2 separate regions of the Sus scrofa genome follow, and region 1 is linked to region 2. A link is a contact called in public promoter capture Hi-C data. All regions are on one chromosome and are shown on one strand. Each heading gives the region's core, a stretch centred on a gene start, on an enhancer-like site or on the middle of the called end of the contact. The rest is flanking DNA. Distances are from core to core; before and after follow the strand shown. Region 1 holds the start of KLHL30 (kelch-like protein 30). Region 2 holds the start of UBE2F (NEDD8-conjugating enzyme UBE2F).

What was found. Promoter capture Hi-C pulls out the DNA fragments that hold promoters and counts their contacts.
Region 1: a promoter capture Hi-C map of fetal skeletal muscle shows a contact between it and region 2, with 2.6 times the contacts expected there. The contact joins the promoter of KLHL30 here to the promoter of UBE2F in region 2. A contact is called at or near these places in 2 of 5 promoter capture datasets (fetal liver and fetal skeletal muscle) and 2 of 2 datasets of contacts at active chromatin or transcription factors (alveolar macrophages and skeletal muscle).

What each region holds. Positions count from the first base shown.
Region 1 is chr15:137,708,048-137,710,747 of Sscrofa11.1, forward strand. KLHL30 (kelch-like protein 30) reads left to right here and starts at 1,268. Exons shown (of 7, transcript XM_021075351.1): 1 at 1,268-1,373.
Region 2 is chr15:137,565,935-137,568,634 of Sscrofa11.1, forward strand. UBE2F (NEDD8-conjugating enzyme UBE2F) reads left to right here and starts at 1,316. Exons shown (of 9, transcript XR_002339040.1): 1 at 1,316-1,465.

The sequences.
Region 1 (2,700 bases), core at 18-2,517, 140 kb after region 2:
GGGGCTATGACCGGGCTGGTCTGGGCTGAGCTGGGCTGGGCTACGACAGGGCTGGGCTGGGGAAGAAAGTATGTGATCCGTGAGCAGAGTATAGAAGCGCCTTGGGAACAGGTAACCAGCTGGGCTGTAATGGTTCTGTAACGCCCGTGCCTTCCCGTCAGCTCACAACCGCACCCGGCCGGGAGCAGGACCAGAAGCAGGAGGGGCAGGAGCCATCTGTCCTGGAGCAGAGCTGTCATGACACCCTGACACCCTGGGCAATTACCTAACCTTGCCAGGAATGAGGGCTGTCCGCTGGGCCCCCGGGCCTCCCTGCACCCCAAGAGCATCCAGCCAGGCCCTAGTGGGCGTCGGGGGGCCTCTGTCAGCCTTGGCCCGCCTGGCCCCTCCGTGTCCCAGCACCTGGCAAATGCTTATTCCTAAGGCCCCAGTGGACACAGGAAGAAGCGGCTGACAGGTGGACCCCTCACCCAGGCCCCACCCAGCTGCGGCTTCTCTCCTGCATCCCGCCAGCCCCGGGCTGGGAAGCTGCACTCTGACCACTGACAGGAGAGATGCCCTTTCAGCCCCAGGCGCAACCCCAGACTCGGTCAGAAGCCCTGAGGAGACCCACGTGGGGGGATTCCCCTGGGACTGAACCCAGCCTCCGGGGAGGCCGTGAGCTGCCGCTGCCGCATTTCTCAGCGTCTTTGGCATGCATGCACGATGAAACAACAGGCAGGCCCAAGGCCAAGGGCAGAGGGACAGAGCCTTGGGATTTCATGTCCCTGTCACCAGCTTTTACCACTGAGACTCCCTGCCACCAGACAGCCCAGGTTTTGAAAGTCTTTGCGGAGCAACCTGCATTTCTTCATGACAATCTCTTCTTCCCACTTGGCAGAGACTAAGAAGCCACGTGGGCATCTGTCAGTAACCACAGGGAAGCTGGTATCTGTGCCCTCACGATGTCCAAGCCCTAAACCGGGACCTCCGTGGGGCCCCTGCATCCCCAGCTCAGAGACAGAGGTTTGGGGAGCGGCACCCCAGCCCCTGGCCCAACACCACTGGGAGGGGAGCCCAGACTTGCCCAGGCCCAGGAATGCCTGCTGCCACCTGTCTTGGCCCAGGGGTCACAGGAGGCTCCTGTGTGGGCTTTCAGAGAGGACAGCCAGGGAGGAGCTGTCACCCTCTCCCTCCCCCACTGGCCATCCTCCCCCCCACCCCATGCCGACAGAGGCTAAAAATACCCCTGCGTCCCCACGTGGCTGCCCAGCCCAGCCCAGCCCTGTCTGCCCAGTCACATCCCAGCAGGCCTTCCGCGCTGCCTTGTCGGCTGGGCAGTCCTGTTCTCTAGCCTGAGTCCTGAGAGGAGGTCCAGGTGCCGAGAGAGAGAGGTAGGGTCAGGGGCGGACGGAAGCGGGAGGAGAGGACTGGGTGGGGCCAAGCAGGGAGGGTGGGTTACAGCGGGAGCCCTGGGGCTTGGCGGTCTCAGAGCTGCGTGCCTTGGGCAAGCCAGGCCCCTCAGGGTGGGGTGGGGGTGCATAGGGGCGCTTCCTTCCACGCCATGGTTGGAGAAGAGGACAGGGTGGCGATGGGGGGAAGCTGGACCACACCTCTGACTGCGGCCAGGGCCGCAGCCTCCGGGCCGGGGCCAGAGCTGGTTCAGGCCCTTTGCTGTCCTGCCCCCGCTGCTCTCCCACTCCTGGCCTGGGCGGGCACCCGGTGGAGGCTCCGAGAGCCTCCAGAATCCCCTCACTCAGGCCAAGACTGCGGGGCTGCAGGTGTCAGCGGACAACCTGAGGCCTCACGGGAGGATGGCCAGCGCGCCCGGCCCGCCAGCCCCTCGCTGCAGCTGCCGGCCAGGAGGAACACAGCAATGACGGGAATGCGAGGCCTCTGGGGTGGCGGCCGCCTGACTAATCTCCTGCGCTCCCCGGGGAGGGCCTCGCTGGGAGGGGGTCTGGCAGGATGGACGCTGGCCGGGGCCCGGGCAGAGCTGGGTTCCTCGGGTACCTCTCTGCTCAGACTCCCACCACCCACACGCCTGCCCTGGGGCGACTGCAGAGCACAGTTCTCTTTATGGGGCTTTGTCACTTTGGGGCCCTGACTTCCCAGGCTTTCTGCGCTGGCCTTCCCTTCGGTGGCTCCGAAGGCGCCCCCTGGCGGACACCGCTTCTGGGGTGCAGCTTCTTTCCGCGCTGGTCCTTCAGGGGAGAGCATGTGTGCGGAACTTCTCCAGGGCAGTTTTTTTACAGCAAAAATAGCAGAAGATCATAAAGAAATAGGCACGTAAAGAAATGAGCCCAGAACTGGATTTGCTGAATCAGGCGTCTGAACTGCGATTGCCTCCCAGAAAATTTCCTTTCCCTGCTGGTCCTTACCAAGCTCCCCAGCAACCTGTAGCCTGGGGGTTCAGGACCTGGGCCCCCAAGCCTGACTCTTCCACGTCCAAGCCGTGGGGTCTGGGACAGGCGACATGAGGCTTTTTTGCTGTTCCACAGAACCACGCCACTGAGGATCCACGGGGCAGAAACTATTCAAACACCGATGCCCTCCCCAGTGCCATGGGACCTGGGAGCAGAGGAAGCCACTTGGGGGGGGGGCATGCAGGAATCCCCACCCTCCAGCTCAGAGATCTGCATGGACCAGGCTTCGGGGGCGGTGGCAGAGGCTTGGACTCTGGTGCTGGTCCGTCCTGCCCCGATTGCCTGCCCTCTCTGA
Region 2 (2,700 bases), core at 66-2,565:
GACAATTCTCCTTAGTAAGACAAGCGCTCAAGCCAACCCACGTGTGCCTTCACTCGCTGCCCTGCTTCAAGGTCTTATCTTCTCTCGCCAGGACTCTGGCTACAAACACGCAGCCCTTATCCAGCAATGTGTTTTGACCCGGTTATGTACCAGGTTTGGGGAGGAGGTTAGAAGGGTGGGAAACACAGATGAGGAGGCCTGAGGAGCTGAGCATAGGGAAACGGGCATCAACAGTCTTGAGCACCAGGGAGAGGAGAGCACGGAGGTCCAGCAAAGTCACAGAGGGGCACCTGCACCTTACCACTCGGAGCAGGTGGATCCAAGCATGGGAAAATTTAGGAGGTAGCCCAGTGAAGATGGACGAAGCTGTTCCCAGACAGAAGGAATCCCATGAATTTTGTTCTTAACTGGTCTTCCTGACTCTTGTCTGGCTCCCCTCCCACCAGCTCCCTCAGAGCCAGAAGGCTCTTTTGGAAAAGAAACTTGAAATTGCCACTCCACTGTTTAAAACCTCTCAGTGGGACTTCTGGAAATAAAATTCTAACTCCTTGCCTCTTTCTTCCCCGTCCACGAGGTGAACCTCTTCTCTCAGATGGCTCACTCCTCCAGGAGGCTGGCGACCCCCGCCAGAGCACCTATTAACCAGACACACCTGAACTTGAGAATAATTAGTACTCAGCAAACCAGAAATTAGAACAACTTGAAATGGATTTTTTTAAAGTAAGTACGTCACGGAAGTGTAAGAGATAATAGAAGGAATAAACCCTAAGACAACAGGAAAGAGCCCACCCACTCCACTGCAGGCTCCCCGAGGCTTCCCGGGGTTGGGGGTTGGTGGCTGCAGGTCTAATCGCCCCGCCCCCCTCACTCCTGACACCGCGGACTGTGGGGCGGCCTGGTCCTCTGCACCCTGAGCCCTGGGATGGGCACATAGCGGGCACCCCATCCACCGGGGCAGTCAGTTCGGACCTGGCAGCCCCAGCAGGCCACGCTGCGCGGGGAACCTCTGAGCCGCAGGCCCAGGCCTACCAAACGACCAAATGAATGAAAGCAGGAACGCAGCGCAAAGGAACCCGCGCCGCTGCGGAAAGGACTTGGAGATCCCGCCCCCGGACGCCATTGGCCAATCATCGGAGGCCTTCAGGCTCGTGCCCGCCCCCCAGCCGCGCTCCTTGCCAATGAGAGGGGCCGGATCTGCCGGCTGCCTACCCCGGCCCCGGCCCGCTGGCTCTGCTGTTCGCGTGTCAGTCTCTAAATAAAGTTCTTCGCGGCTTTGAATTTTTTTTTTAAAGCGCCAGCTGCTGTTGCGGCCGCCGCGGGCGAGAGCGGCAGAGTCCCCGCCCCGCTACTTCCGGTCCCGCCGCCCGGAGCCGGTGCTGCTGTGAGGGGCTGCGCTTCGCCGCCGCCGGCCGGCCGGGCATGGTGTTGGGCGCCGGTCCCGCCTCGCCTGTCTCCGGGTGCCCAGGTGAGGAGCGCGCGGCCCTGCGGCGAGCGAGGGGCGGCCGCCGGCCAGAGGACGGCTCGGTTCCCGCGGCGCCGGTGCACCCGGCGGGCGGGCGGCGCCGGGGCCGCCTCAGGCCGCGCCGCTCCTCACGACCGGGCGCCGGGGCCCGAGGGCCGGTGGGCGGGCGCTGCGGGGCGCGGGCCGGGGCGCGGGCCGCGGCGGGGCTGGAGGGCCGGCCCTCCCGGAGCCCCGACCTGTGCCGGGCACACACGGCCTCGCTTGTGGCCGCCGTCGCGGGGGAGCTGCGGCCGCATTGTCGGGGAGGAAGCGCAGCGCCCAGCGGGCCCAAGGTCACCGGCCCGACGTGGCCGGAGGCAGCGGGAGTCGGGCGCGGGCGGGCGGCCTCCCGGCCTCCCGGGGAATCGGGCTAGGCCAGGGGGCGGTGCGGGTGCGGAGGAGCCGGGCTCCCGCCCCGCCAACTTGCGGGCGGCCTCCGGACAACCCGGGGCAGCACGGCTAGGGTGGAGGATCTTGCCGGGGCCCAGAATGGGGGAGGACATCCTGGACCAATCCCTACGGCCCAGTCCCGGATTCTAGACCTGGTTCCGCTGGTGTGTAATCTTGGGTGTGGCCCTCGGCTCCCTGGGTCGCGGTTGCCTCTTCCTTCTGTCCCCGGAGCGGATCGGGCCCGCCCCTCTCTGCCTCCGTCCAGCGCCGGAGTGGGGTCGGGAGGGACTGGAGTGGCCAGAGAAGGCTTCGTGGAGGAGATGGAGGAGCCTGTTATCCTAAAGAAGCAGCATTAGGGGCGGCGAAGGGAGGGAGGGCCTTCCAGACCTGGATATCAGATTGAGCAGAAGCTTCCAGAAATGAGCCGGGGTTGGCGAGGAACACGGAGGAGGCCCACCTCCCTCGTGCAGAGGCCCCTGGCTGGGCAAGGGGGTGAAGGCAGGGGACCGGAATGGTGGGAGCCGTGTTCAGAGAGAGAGACCACGGCCACCTAGGTGGTCTGGACTTGAGGACCTCCACCCCCGACACAGCTGCCACTCAGGAGGCGGCAGGTTTACCGCTAAAATTAAAGGGCTGGGCTCCAAAGGTCACTGGGCAGCCAGCCACCTTGCCCTGGCGTTTTAAAGAGGGAGGGTGGGGTGTGGACTTTTGTGTGTCCCGATCTGGGCCGCTTTGGCTGGAGATGTGGGTTGTCCCCTAGTGACCTGCAGTTCCATCTTTTAAGCTTCGATTGGGACTTGTCCAGGGCA